Regions from separate parts of the Sus scrofa genome. Here regions 1, 2, 3 and 5 are each linked to region 4. The links are chromatin contacts, called in public HiChIP or PLAC-seq and promoter capture Hi-C maps. All regions are on one chromosome and are shown on one strand. The core of a region is the stretch at or near the end of the contact, and the rest is flanking DNA. Distances in the headings are between cores, read along the strand shown.

What was found. Promoter capture Hi-C pulls out the DNA fragments that hold promoters and counts their contacts. HiChIP or PLAC-seq counts read pairs in DNA pulled down with a chosen protein or histone mark.
Region 1: a contact with region 4 is called in a promoter capture Hi-C map of fetal liver, with 3 times the contacts expected there. The contact joins the promoter of FUCA1 here to the promoter of RPL11 in region 4. A contact is called at or near these places in 2 of 5 promoter capture datasets (fetal liver and liver), 3 of 47 Hi-C or Micro-C datasets (heart right ventricle, liver and skeletal muscle) and 1 of 2 datasets of contacts at active chromatin or transcription factors (alveolar macrophages).
Region 2: an H3K27ac HiChIP or PLAC-seq map of alveolar macrophages shows a contact between it and region 4. The contact joins the promoter of PNRC2 here to the promoter of RPL11 in region 4. A contact is called at or near these places in 1 of 5 promoter capture datasets (liver), 1 of 47 Hi-C or Micro-C datasets (liver) and 1 of 2 datasets of contacts at active chromatin or transcription factors (alveolar macrophages).
Region 3: an H3K27ac HiChIP or PLAC-seq map of alveolar macrophages shows a contact between it and region 4. The contact joins the promoter of CNR2 here to the promoter of RPL11 in region 4. A contact is called at or near these places in 3 of 5 promoter capture datasets (fetal liver, fetal skeletal muscle and liver), 16 of 47 Hi-C or Micro-C datasets (alveolar macrophages, blood, brain and 10 more) and 1 of 2 datasets of contacts at active chromatin or transcription factors (alveolar macrophages).
Region 5: an H3K27ac HiChIP or PLAC-seq map of alveolar macrophages shows a contact between it and region 4. The contact joins the promoter of SRSF10 here to the promoter of RPL11 in region 4. A contact is called at or near these places in 1 of 5 promoter capture datasets (liver), 1 of 47 Hi-C or Micro-C datasets (skeletal muscle) and 1 of 2 datasets of contacts at active chromatin or transcription factors (alveolar macrophages).

What each region holds. Positions count from the first base shown.
Region 1 is chr6:81,654,699-81,657,398 of Sscrofa11.1, reverse strand. FUCA1 (fucosidase, alpha-L- 1, tissue) reads left to right here and starts at 1,406. Exons shown (of 8, transcript NM_001315628.1): 1 at 1,406-1,804. The coding sequence starts at 1,413.
Region 2 is chr6:81,721,554-81,724,253 of Sscrofa11.1, reverse strand. PNRC2 (proline rich nuclear receptor coactivator 2) reads right to left here and starts at 1,328. Exons shown (of 3, transcript NM_001244508.1): 1 at 1,176-1,328; 2 at 66-271.
Region 3 is chr6:81,691,220-81,693,919 of Sscrofa11.1, reverse strand. It overlaps CNR2 (cannabinoid receptor 2), which reads left to right and starts at 1,370. Exons shown (of 2, transcript XM_021095532.1): 1 at 1,370-1,523.
Region 4 is chr6:81,522,175-81,524,874 of Sscrofa11.1, reverse strand. It overlaps RPL11 (ribosomal protein L11), which reads right to left and starts at 1,365. Exons shown (of 6, transcript NM_001001638.1): 1 at 1,224-1,365; 2 at 1,216-1,221; 3 at 261-367. The coding sequence starts at 1,365.
Region 5 is chr6:81,740,186-81,742,885 of Sscrofa11.1, reverse strand. SRSF10 (serine and arginine rich splicing factor 10) reads left to right here and starts at 1,439. Exons shown (of 6, transcript NM_001244368.1): 1 at 1,439-1,572. The coding sequence starts at 1,508.

The DNA.
Region 1 (2,700 bases), core at 157-2,656, 130 kb before region 4:
AACCTAGGTTTCCCAACTTGCAGTTTTTCCACTATGTTGCAATGCCTCTCACCTTCCCCTGCAGATTTATGTTTTGGTTATGAGATGAAGGGGAAACGAAGGTCATGGTGTCCTTCATTTTATCTCCCTTAGAATGAGTTATAACATCAAAGACCATTACTCAACTTGATCACTAGAAGATGTGTACTAAGGGTTTTTCTCTCTCTCTCTCCTTTTTTTTTTTTTTTTAAGTGTCTGGGCTTGCTGTTTTGGATAATATTTCAACACAATCTTGCAGAGGAAGAAACAGAAGATAAAGAAAATGGCTGTTCGTTCAACAACAGCCATTGAGTTTCCTTATCACTGCTAGAATGAGGAAGTGCTTGCTCTGTCAACACAGTTTTGACACCTTCTCTTGCACCCCAGGAGAAGCAATGTTTGAGAGACAGATTCCGCACGTGGAGGCTCAGGTTCTCCTTCCACCTCTGACCCAAACTAACTGCGTGGTTTTGGAAAACCCTGATCCTCTCTCCGGGTCTGTCTCTTCCATAAAATGGGAAGAGTAAGGAAGGGGGATAGCGTCAAGGATTTCCAAAGTCCCTTCCAACTCTGACCTGCAGCAGATCTCCCACTGATGTGCAGGGACCAGCTGTGCCACATGGGGTCACTAGACTTTCCCACACCTTACGGCCTCACACGTAGAATGTACAAATTGTAGAGGAATTTGGTGATTTCCCTGCCAGACAAGGTTCACGCAGGTATTCCTTGGGCCTGAGACTCTCAATTTCCTCACCCTATTACTCTAAAAATTATTCCTTCTTGGTGGCCTGTCCATGACTCTCGTTTTTCCAACTAGCTGTTAAATTCTTTGAATTGCCTCAGAATTCTCAAAACAAGTTCAAAAAATATTAGGTAGGCAAAATGGTCACACCTGTTCTTCCTCTTTCAGAGCCCACTTTCCTCTCATCTCTTGCCTTTTAATGCTTCCTTCCATAATCCTTCTACTCCGGGGAAGTTACAATGCCCTTCCGCCTGCTATTCCTGGCCCCTGGCTGCTCTCCTACATCACAGCTCAAAAAGTCTCCTATAGCTTCCAACGGCAAAATGGACCACACACACCGGGAGCTCCACACCCCCACGAGTTCGCCCTGCAGTGAAGTCCCTTTCCAAGTTTTCAATCCACTGTCAGCAAATCCACTGTCAGCACAGCACTGCCTACGCCTCCTAGAGTCTTTCTCGCTGTGATCACAAGGGCAGTGGCAGGGACCGCCCACCCGGAGGCGAAGGAGACTCGGTAGCCAAGCAGCCCGAGTTGCCCCACCCCTTTTTCCTTCCGAGCCAATCATTAGTTAGGGTGGGCGGGGACCCGCGCCCCGCACCTGCGCTTTAAGAGGGGGCGGTGGGGCGTAAAGGCGGCGGTACCACGACCCCGGATGAAAATGCGGGCGGTGAGTGCCCAGGTGCTACTGCTACTGCTGCTTCTTGAATTGGTGAGGGCTCGCGACTGCACTGGGTCTTCGCGCTGCACCGGCTCTTCGCGTCGCTACACCCCGGACTGGCCGAGTCTGGACTCCCGGCCTCTGCCGGCCTGGTTCGATGAGGCCAAGTTTGGAGTCTTCATACACTGGGGCGTGTTCTCCGTGCCGGCCTGGGGCAGCGAGTGGTTCTGGTGGCACTGGGAGGCCGAGAAGCTGCCAGCCTACCAGAATTTCATGAAGGAGAACTACCCGCCCGACTTTTCCTACGCTGACTTCGGGCCACAGTTTACAGCGCACTTCTTCCATCCTGACAGCTGGGCCGATCTGTTCGAGGCCTCCGGGGCCAAGTGAGTGCAGCTTCAGGGACGGGCGGGACGCCGCTTCCCGGCGTCCGGGAAGAGAGCCGGGAGAGGGCGTAGATAGGTGAGAACCGTGGAGGGGAAGGCGAGACGATTAGGTAGGTGAGAACCGTGGAGGGGAAGGCGAGACGATTAGGTAGGTGAAAACCATGGAGGGGGAGGCAAGACGACTTGCTGACTTACCAGGTCACACAGCGGTCGGGGTCATACAGCTGTCCCTCTGACTTCAACACTCCCCCCCCCCCCGCCCCGGTTCTGTGTTTTGCCTCCTGAAGGATGCAGAATTGAATGTGGCACTCCTGACCCTAAGGAGAAGGTACGTCTGGTTGAGCTTTAGAAGGAAATAAAGGTTTCAGGGAGGTGGTGGGCTGGAAAGCCCTCAGCGTCTACACCTGTATATTGATTGAGAGGATTGAGCTAGGTGATACCTAATGTCCCTTCCAGGTCAACAAGACAATCAGGATTTTAAGCCAATCAGGAGTCTGATCCAAGTTCAACTGCAAACTTGAACAAGGCATTTTACCTCCCTAGAGCCCCCTTCCGTGGTTTTAGAAAGGAATTGTGTTCTTCCTTGCAGCTTTAGTATCGCCCAGAGGGAAGGGGAGGGAAGGGACTTCTGGTGTGCAGTGTGTTTGGGCATACAGATTCTCGTTCATCTGCTTTTCTCCATGCTTCTCCATGCTTCTTGAGCATAGAGAGTGCTCAAGAAATGTTTGGGTTGTTTTGAGAACTGTCACAACTTGCCTGTGAATGGTTCTGAGAACAGAAAGTGTAGAGCCCTGGGAAGGGGAAAAGAGGCAAGGCCTTATGAGGCCATGGAAGACTAGGGCCAGTCCTGGAGGAGTCATCCTTGAGGGTGGGATGTTGCAGTTTTTAGCGTCAAA
Region 2 (2,700 bases), core at 79-2,578, 200 kb before region 4:
ACTTAAACAGTTTAGGATGAGTCCATAAAAATGTCTGCCCCATTTCAACATGAAGTCTTGGATACCTTTCAGTCTGCTTTTCAGATTGCAGGATTTCCACCACCTGTCCTCTTCCTTGCCGCCAAGCCCAGGATAAGAGATGTTGCTTTCTGACAGATCCTTTCCTTTGTCTCAATACAGAAGTTTTCATGGGCCGATCTGCTGAGTTCAGCCTAGGAACTGAGGCCAACATCTGAGTCTCCTCAGCACACAACCTTGAGAGAAGTCCTAGCTAAAAAGCAAAGATTTCTAAATTATTTCACGTGTTAAACAGGAGAAAGCGATCATTTATTATTTGCTACAGAAATAGTTAAATGGCTACTTCCTAATTAAAAGGCAGAAAATAATGTCTCTAAAGATGGCTTTGACCTTAGAACTGTCATCATCTAAGAACTCTTCTAAGCCTTGAGATCCAGGAACTCATAAGGAATTGGGGAAGGGTGTCCGCCAGACCTCTCAATAAGTTGTATCTTTTTTCTAGGAACTTTTCAGATTCTCACACGGATTCTGTGACCAAAACCAGTCAAACCACAGAAGCATTAACTTTCACAGCCATGCCAAGAAATGGGCTTAAACTGTGTTTCCTAAAGAAGCTATGTTTTTAAAGTCTCACCATTACTTTCCAATCTTTGCACACATTACACATCCGTTTCCACAAAGCCTCCTCTCCAAACAGGTTTACGTGATGCAGCGTTTCCTTTAGTTTTGAACTCTTGACTCCTCCCCATTTTAAAAGAAGTTCCACAAGCCATAACTGAAGTCACTGTCCCATCTAATATGTATGAAAATGCCTATCAGGAACATTAAACATTCAAGATTTCGTTTGCTATTCCAAGAAACCAAGTCACCATATAAATAATAAGCCCTCTTTTTTTTGAAAGAGCGAGAGGCCCTTCCAGACTATTTTAACAGCCCTAAAGAAACTACGAATTCCCGGATCGTGAGTCATTCCCAACAAGAGCCTGGAAAGTTCGGCTCTTCCGATGTGGCTGGGTTTCCGAGCCGCTCCGCGTTGCTCGGGCCCGGCCGGGGAACCCGGTCTTCCCCGCCGCCTGCGCCCGCCGGGCACTGGATCTGACTTCCTACCCCCAACAATGGGGAGCGCGGCCGCCAACATGGCCGCGCCCGCCACTCACCGACTTCAAGCTCGGGACTACGACAGCGGCGGATCCTGCTCGGCGTCGAAGCCCCCCTCCCCTTCCAGGGAGAGACGAGGCACGGAACGAGCGAAGCCAACGGGCACCGACGAGCCTGCTGCAGGCCACCTTAACGTCCCGGCCGACCTCCTCCTTCTGCCTCTACCGACAAAATGGAGGCGACAGTGAGCGCAGAAGCTGGGCCGGGAAGCGCGGCGGCCAATCAAAACACGCTTTCGCGCGGCCCGGCCAATGACACGCGGGCCGCCGCCTGTTGCTGGGGCCCGACGGGGCCGAGGGAGGGGAGGTGGCTGTGGCCGAGGGTTTCAAATACTCCTCGAGAAGAGCATGTCGGGAAAGACCGCTGCGGGCCCCGGCTGCCGCCCTTTCTCGGGCCCCCGAGTGACACCAGCCCCTTCCGGGAGAAGCCCACCAGGCCCCGTCCGACACCCCAAGTCGCGGCCAGCACCAGCCCCTCGCGCCGATTCCAGGGTCCGAGAGCCGCGCGCAAGCGGCTCCGGGGAGAAGGGCGTCGGCCGCCCACTGGAACAGCGGCTTCCTCCCGCGCTGTCCGGCCAGTGGGTCCCGTGGCACTCGGAACCAAGTGGGTTCCGGGCCATGGGGAGTCACTGGAGGGGGCGTTGAGTTCCCGAGTTAAGTTCACTGAGCCGAGTAACCGATCTCTTACACATGGAAGATACTGATCAAAGTTGCTTTCCGAGGCTGGCCCCTGGCCACTTAGTCCAGACACTCCTCCCTCTCTGTTTCTCGGTCACGCCAGCGCCCCAGCTTGCGGTTCCTTCCCGCCCCCCTGGCCCCCAGCCTCGAAATTCTAAGAAGCTACCTCTTCTGTGAAGGCGTTTCCGACGCACGTGCGGGTCAAGTTAATCAGTTCCTCCTTTGTGTCTGACTGGTCTTGAACTTCAATCACACTATGTGGTAGCTACTTGTCCGCGAGTTCCCGCGCACACATCCTCCGGGTGGGGTTGGGCAGGGGGCAAAGCAGGGTTTCGTTTCTCTGAACACAGAGTACGTTGTAAGTGCCCCAAGAAGAGTTTGTTGAGAGGAGAGTTCCCTTACTTATAACCCTTTCTGCAGTGTGTAAATAAAGGGAGGAGAAAAGAGTTAAGTTCGTTTGCCAGTGAGGTGCAGCAAAGAGGAAAAGGACAACTTCTTGGGAATAAATGGATAAGCAACCCAAGGCTCGTATTTTAAAAGAGAACAACAGTTTCTATGAACATAGGAGTTTTTTGGTTTGTTGGTTGGTTTTGCCACCTCATGGGGTCAGATCCAAGCCTTTAACCAGATCCATTAACCCACTGTATCCAGCTGGGGATCCAACCTGCATCCTGGCAATGCAGAGACAGCCTGCCCATCCCCTTGGGCCATAGCAGGAACTCCCTGGGCTTTTTCTGTTGGCCTTGCCCTCTAGTATGTGGAAGTTCCCCTGGCCAAGGATCAAACCTGCTCCATAGCAGTGACCCTAGCTGCTGCAGTGACAAGGCAGGATTTTTTGTTTGTTTTT
Region 3 (2,700 bases), core at 121-2,620, 170 kb before region 4:
GGGCCCAACCATGGGCAGATGCATCCAGTAGATGGCAGCATCTCACAGAACAAGGACTGGGGAAGCCGACTGTCCGCTAGGAACTGAGAAAACTGACGCCTGACCATCCCATGCAGGTGCAACTAAGCTCCCGTGGGGAAAAGGAGAACAGACTTCCTGTGTGGGTCCCATCAGCCCTACCCAGGGTACCCAGGAGACTTGGAGATTCTGGACCAACTGAGCAAAAAGGGCCCTTAACCATCATCTTGTCTAGTGCTGCCGAATATGTGTCCAAGGACCAACAGAATCACCTGGGAACTTGTTAAGAATTCAGATTCCCGGGTCTCGCCCCACAATACTTTGGTCAGAAACTTGGGGTGGTGTGGGCCAGCAATCTGTTCTCACAAGCCCTTCAGGTGATTCAGATCCATTGGACGTTGCAGAAGCACCTATCATTTTAGGAGTAGGGAAATCGAGGCCAAAGGAAGTAACTTATCACATAGCCAGGCAGTGGCAGAACCACCCTGGAACCCAGATTCCCAGATTCCCAGTCCTTTTCTTTCTTTCTTTTTTTTTTTTTTTTGTCTTTTTAGGGCCATATCTGCAGCATATGGAAGTTCCCACGTTAGGGGTCAAATCAGAGCTATAGCTGCTGGCCTACACCACAGCCACAGCAACGCCAGATCCAAGCGGCACCTGCGACCTACACCATAACTCATGCAATGCCAGATCATTAACCCACTGAGCGAGGCCAAGGATCAAACCCACATCCTCATGGATACGAGTCGGGTTCTTAACCCACGGAGCCACCAGGGGAACTCCCCTACACAGTATTTTTAAAGATTTGACTTTGTGGGCAACCTTCTAAGACTGGAAGCCACTACATAAAAGTCAGGATTTCTAGTCTCGGAAAATGTGGCCCATCTTTCAAATGCTTTGACCATTGGCAATTGGGCCTGCACTCCCCAGGGGCTAGGCTTCCCTGGAGCTGAGAGGGGTGTTCCCCATTCCCCACAGCCTGCACCACTCCCTGGTGCCCCACACCGGCACTCTTCACCCATTTATGTTATCTGCCTGGTGCCTGAATGCATCTGGTTCAAAGCTCTGATCTGGAGGGGTAGAGGCATTCGTATGGAATGTCATTCTAGGTGATCTGTACCAGGCTAGTGCCTTATCCCCATTTTACAGATGAAGAAATTAAGGTTTAGGGAGGTTAAGTGAATTGCTTAAGGTCATAAGAACTGGCTGGATTAGAACCCAAATCCCGCAGCTCCAAGGACAATACCCTGGTCAGAGATCCCCATGAAAAACAGTTCAACTCCAAGGGCAAGAACGTTGTGGCACTGGGGACCCAGAGGGGAAGTTGTGACAGGGACGGAAGGCCACACTCACTCATCTGTGAGAAAGCAAAAGCAAGAGACAGCTGGTTTGGGGGCAGCAGTCCAACAGGAGCTCTGGCTGGGCCCTAGGGCCAGGCTTTAGCCACACAACTGCCAGGACTCCTCAACACCCAGCAGGGTCAGGGAGCTCAGCCACAAACAACGGTGAGTAGTTTTTCTTGCTGTTTTATTTTTTTTTTTATTTTTTTTTTTTTTTTTTTGTCTTTTTGTTGTTGTTGTTGCTATTTCTTGGGCCGCTCCTGCGGCATATGGAGGTTCCCAGGCTAGGGGTCGAATTAGAGCTGTAGCCACTGGCCTACGCCACAGCCACAGCAACTTGGGATCTGAGTTGCATCTGCAACCTACACCACAGCTCACGGCAACGCCAGATCGTTAACCCACTGAGCAAGGGCAGGGACCGAACCCGCAACCTCATGGTTCCTAGTCGGATTCGTTAACCACTGCGCCACGACGGGAACTCCCTCTTGCTGTTTTATTTGGGGATCCTTCCTCATTGCAGAAAACCTGTGTTCTTAACTTACCCCTTCCCTCCAGGGTTGGGAGAAGCTGGGTGGGCCTGCCAGGGGCCAGGAGATGGATGTCCCGTGAGGCCTCCTGAGGTTTTTGAGGGCCAGCACTGGAAGGCACAGGGCTGGTCCAATCCCTACCTTCAGACAGGTCAAGAATCAGCCCTCGGCTTTCATGTCTATCAAAGTTAGGATAGAAGGTGATGCTCACAGCCCGCAGACAGCCTCACATGTGCCAGGTGCTACTCTAAGGGCCTTTCATGATTAAATTTATTTAATCCTCACAACTGTCTACAGTAGGTGCTATTATCATTCCCCGCTCGGCAGACGGGGCCTCAGCTACTTACCTGATGTTACAAGGGCATGAAGTGAGGGTGCTGGGCTTGCACTTCGGCATCTGGCTCCACAGCTTACTTACTCTTTGACCACAAGGCTATCCTGCCTTACAAGGTACAGGCTTGAATAGCAGGTGGTGGCCAGGAAAGAACCCCAAAAGACTAGGGCTCGAAGAGATCACCTGGTGAGTCCTGGCCTTCATTTTACAGATGGGGAAACTGAGGCACAGAGAGACACGGATTGCCCAGTTGGGGCATCTCGGTAGTGTAATGTGGTCTAGTCCACGCTAGACTCAGAAGACCAGGGTCCACTTCCCTGGAGGTTCCACTCAGGGAACAGTAGTGCTGACACATGTGCACTGGGGCCAGTGTCTGGGTGTGAACCCCAGGGCTGCCTCTAGTAACCCTAGGGCCTTAGACAAATCACGCCACTTCTCTTCCAAGAAAACCTGGGCCCGAGACCATCACTCAGGCTCATGG
Region 4 (2,700 bases), core at 116-2,615:
CACACCCCTCCACCACTCGCTAGCCTGCAACACTCAGGACCCCAGAAACACAATCCAATGTAATTTGGACAGGAACGAAATCAGATTTTTCCCCCACTCCAAGTCACACTCTACTATGGATTCCACATAACTTCACTAACTTTCCTAGGGAAGGAATGACCCATTAGAAGTTCAAAAGATCTGAAAACAGTAACTATCGCCACTGTCAGTATGTTACTGGCGCTCCTTACTACTATTACCCCATGAGGGGTCAGCCTCACCTTTAGACCTTTCTCAAGTATTTCTTCTGCCTTGGCCCCACGGACTGTGCAGTGGACGGCAATCTTTTCATTTCTCCTGATGCCAAAGGATCTGACGGTGTATCTAGCTGCAGATGGGGTAACAAGGAGTCAGCTCTTGGCACACTCTCACTGAACTCCCCCCTTCCCCAAAACACCACCTCCACAACTTCAGAGGGACATCAGGTATCCACCCACTCTATAGCCGTGGTATTCTTACCAGTGTCACCTATATCTGTTCATCATTCATTTATAACACAGAAAACAGATCTTCCAACTTCCAAGTCACAGACACACTTCAGCAATTAAAATGTTAAAGTCATAATGTCAAAGTCTCAAGAAAGGCAAGTTCACCATCAGACTAGGCCACTGAATAGCTTACATTCGGTAACACTTTACTGTACTTGTACCCCATTTTACAGGAGGCTGTGAGAGGTTAACTTGCACAAGATCAGTTGATAACAAGAGGTAGGCTGTGAATTCAAAGACTTGCTACATTCCCTTACCCTAAAGCAACAAAATTCTAAACACACACTCACCCAAATATATGTCTAACAATAACAATGCCGACATGGTGCTTGGCATGTAGCAGGCATTTCATATAACCCATTCTATCTCCCACAACCTTATAACGAAATATGATCATCCCTGGTATACAAATAAGGAAAGTAAATCACAGACTAGCAAGTCATGGAACCAGGATTTGAACCAGGTTAATCTAAATACACAGCCTATTCTTAACGTAGCCTACATAACCCTAACTGCTAATCAGACTTTGTATTTCAGCCCACCCTATCGTGAAAGAAGATACTCCTTAGGAAACTCAAGAAGGCAACGCTTAAGAGATGTCAACTGTCACCTTCAAAATGAATACAAAACAGACTGGACAACAGGTTAAGTAAGGAACGTCGGGACATACCCAGACGCCACTACTCACCTTTGGAAACACAGGAGTCTGGCCTGTGAGCTGCTCCAGCACCTTGGCTGCCCGGGTCAGTCTGTCTCCACTCTCCCCAACGCAGATGTTGAGGCAGAGCTTGCGGATGCGAAGTTCCCGCATGGGGTTTTCTTTTTCACCTTGATCCTGCTGCAACAGGGAAGCGCCGCGGTCAACACACGGAACCCGCCACAGCTGGCAGCCCAATAGTTACACAGCGTTGTTTCTGCGCATCCCAAACCCCAAAGGAAGCCCTGGAAGTTAAAGAACTAACACTACGTTTGTCTGGGAGGCACTGGAGAAAGACATCTTGGGGTTTTGTTTCTCCTTCCCCCGGGCACGGAACAGGTGAAAGCAACAGGACAGGTATGGTGTAAAAGTTACACTAAGGATGCACCCCAAGGTCAAACTAAGGTGAAGGGCGCCCCCATTACACGACCGACGAGGGGGAGAAAGCAGCGAGCACATGGCTGTGCAGCGTCCCGCACCCGATTCGGAAGCTGTCTAGTAGCTGCGGCCGAAGCCTGGCGTCCGCCCTAAGGGAGAAACCGGTAAGGCTCTCCAGCAAAAAACAAGTTTCAAGGTCCCGGGAACATCAACAGGTCCGGACCCCGCGTCCCAGGCCCCTCCGATCATTTCACCGGCCCTCGCTGCAGCCCGCAGGCCGTGCTTTTGGGCCTCTGGCGGCTGCCCCGAGCCCGCCCCTGGGAGGGTGGGAGGAAAGTGACAGGATCCAGCTCCGTGCCCTCGCCTCGCGTGGGTCCGCCAATTTCGGCACGGCCAGCATTGCGGGATCCGCTCTCCTCGCGCCGCGGGCGAGATAACCCTTACAGGCTCCGCTGGCCCTGGATGGAGGCGGATGAAGGAAAGCAAAGCCGGGGATCCCACACTCACCGCCATGATGGGAAACAGGAAGAGAGTGTGAGACTTCCGACCCGGGGCCTTATGGGCCAGGAGGCGGGCTCTTATCCCAAGCTAACCAGCGAGACGATGAAGAGGAAGAGAGGCGCGTCTGGAACGGCCTAGAGTCGGCTTCCCCTTCGTGGACACAGATGGCAACTGCAGGTGACGCTGGCTACTGGGATCGGGGCTCTCCAAAAGCGGTTTTTAAAGTTCCCTGAATAGGTATATTTCCTTGAGCTTCCCGTCCCTCTTGAGATTGTTCCCGCCCATAGCCTCAGAAACGGGTGGTTCTTGCGTGTTGAGACGGCCAGAAAGACACTAAGTCAACTGTGCAAATTATAAAGTAAAAGTTTTATTCTGTAACAATGTAAACAAATGGCATTTAAATATTTAAATAGTAATTAGAGCAGAGTGTTGGCCAAGAGGGGTAAATATGGTCCTGTCTGGTCTAGCTTAATAGTTATGTGACTTTGGGCGGGTTACTAATTAGACCTCTCTCATCTATAGTTTCCCTCAGTTTATGGGAGTTCCCTGATGGCCTAGTGGTTAAGGATCCAGTGCTGTCACTGTTGTGGCGCAGGT
Region 5 (2,700 bases), core at 190-2,689, 220 kb before region 4:
ATATGTCTGCCATTGCCCACAAATCAGGAAAGAAGCTGTTTCGGGATCAAGGAAATCCATAGACTTCACTTTCCGCTTTACCTTGGGGTCTTATTTGTGCAATTCTGAGAACAGCACCCAAGGAAAGTTGTTTTCTGACATCAATCTCAATGAAACATAATTTCTTCAAGAAGAGGCACAGTGCCAACAGACTGTTCTCAGAGATTAATATTTGGTTTTCAAAAAAATTACCAACTCTGGTATTCTGTGGTGCTCTTGACTACACATGGTAGCACTTTTTGTGAGGAAGGGTTGTACTTGCAAAATTCCTTGGTGTATCTCCTCGTCCACCTGTCACTGCCGCCTCCCACCACCTGCTGCAGATTTATAATTTGGTAAACTGCCCATCTCAGGCCCCAGATGAAAGGTGTTTACTTTCTCTACTTTTCGCAGTATCTTTTTCAAGACTCTGGGATCCTAAAGCACAAAAAATCAAAGGTGCACTTGGTGTGTGAGGCAGGAAGCAACTCCAGTGAGTGAAGTATTTGTACCTCACTTTCTCCTATTGTTTCTCAAGGCATTATGAGTGATAATAATAATCGCTAACATTCATGGAGGCTTCATGGCTGTGCCACCTGTGCAAATGCAAAGGACCCTGCTCTCAGACTTAATGCTCTGCTACTGTGATCTTAATTTTTGAATGTTTTCATTTTGCCCCGAGATCCACAAATTATTGGAGAAACACTGCAATACACGAACAAGGCATACCCATGAAGTTGTTAGCAAGGAATACACTGTAGATGACAACAGAGACCAAGATGTGAGGTTTGCGTCCCATTTTGGTAGGGAACGGCCTTTAATTAGGAGCAAACAGCGTGGATAGGTGAGGAAATGACCAAGAAGGGTACGTGAGGAGTAGCCTGGGCAAAGGCGCTCAGGGAGTGAGCCCATCGCGTACAAGACTCACTGGAGAGACAGGCCTATCTCTCTGCAAGGACACACATCTCCTTCCTTTTCACACTAACACCAGAGGCTGTAAATTCTTCTCTTGCCGGTCAGCGATCTAATATAACGTGGGCCAGATAGAAAAAAGTAAGGCAGTCTTTCCGAATTATAATATTTAAACTCCGTCTAGTTTGTAAAAACCATACAGTCTAGCGTACTTTAAAGCATCTGACCTGGGGGGTTAGGAGGGGGAAAAGAGGTGCAAGGCAGAAAAGGGCGGGAAAATAAAGCACTAAAGAAAGAGCGGGCTGCGGGGGGGGAAGAGGAGGAAGCTCGAGAGGCCAATGAATGAGACCGAGGCTGCGGCACGTACTCCAGCGGTCCGCATGCGCAGGCGCACGCCGGATGATCTCGCGGGAGAGAACCGTTGCAGGTAGGAGGGGGAGGCGGGAGTGAAGTCTCGCGAGAAGGGGCGGTTGCCGTAGCGGAGCCCTCTGGCTGTGTGTGTCTGAGGATCCGCCGCCAGAGCTGCGGACGGTTTGCTGAGCCCGTTAGTGTCCGTGCTGAGACTTACGCCGCAGTCATGTCTCGGTATCTGCGTCCCCCCAATACGTCTCTGTTCGTGAGGAACGTGGCCGACGATACCAGGTAGGTACAGGGGAGGTACCCCGGGGCCTTAGCGGGGAGGCCGCAGGCTCGGAGAGGACCCGTGCGGCGGCGGCGGCGGCGCGCTGGGCCGGGGGAGGGGAAGGGGTGAAGATGGCGGGTCCCGCGCCGGCTTTCGGGCCCGAACTAGGCCGCGCTGTCGCTGACGGCTCAACCGCCGCGTTGGGGCGAGGGCGGCGCCGCTAGTCCTCCGGGGCCGCCGCGAGAGCGCGGGCCGCGTGGCGGGGTTTCAGTCCCCTCCCCTTCGCAGTTCGGGGGAGGGGGAGCTTCCTCTTCGTTTTCCCTCCACGCGTCCAGCCCGCGCCGAACGTCCGCTCCCCGTTGATTTGAAGTTCACGTTTTTTGAGGTGCAGGCATCCTCGGCCCAGAAAATTTTTTTTAGTTAAAAATTGCTTTGCGGTGAAATAACGGGATCGAGGGAGGGGAATGTGGCGAAGCACTTGCTACGCTATTTTTGGTTGCCGTTGTGTTACATTTGCGTGGTTTTTTTTTTTAAACGTTGGAGGTGTTCGGAGAAAGGGAATGTTGAGATTAGAGAAAAAAAATAACGGTTAAACAGTACAAACTAGTTCTTCCCATTTCCCGGAAATAGTGGTCACCCTTTGAAAAGGGAAGTTTAGGAAGCCTCTACCATTAGAACGTTGATAGCTAAATTGGATTAATCCAGTCCGTTCCTTTGTTCTCACCAATTCCCTTAATTGCTTGGAGTTGCCGTCAGAATTTTTTGGAAGAGATCTTATTACAAGATGAAACTTTGTATCACAAATAATCATTTTACACAAAAATTAATTTTGGTAGCCTTGTGTGATGTTTTCCTGTCCTAATTCTAAGTAAGAAAGTAAGCAATAGTAATTTGCGTCTAGGAAACTTTCCCTTTTATGTCACTTTTACATTTATTAAGGAATTATGTATACTTGTGACTTATTTCTCAAACCATATCTCCCAACTGTGGCTAAAACTTAGAGGTAATAATAAGTGCTTGGTAATTTTCAGAATACTAGAGTAGCAGTACTTAAATACAACTTAAGGCTATTGTGCCTTTTATGAAAAATGAAGGCTGTGGATAAAAACAAGTGCTAAGTTGGAATCAAGTTTCTTTAAATGTCTTTT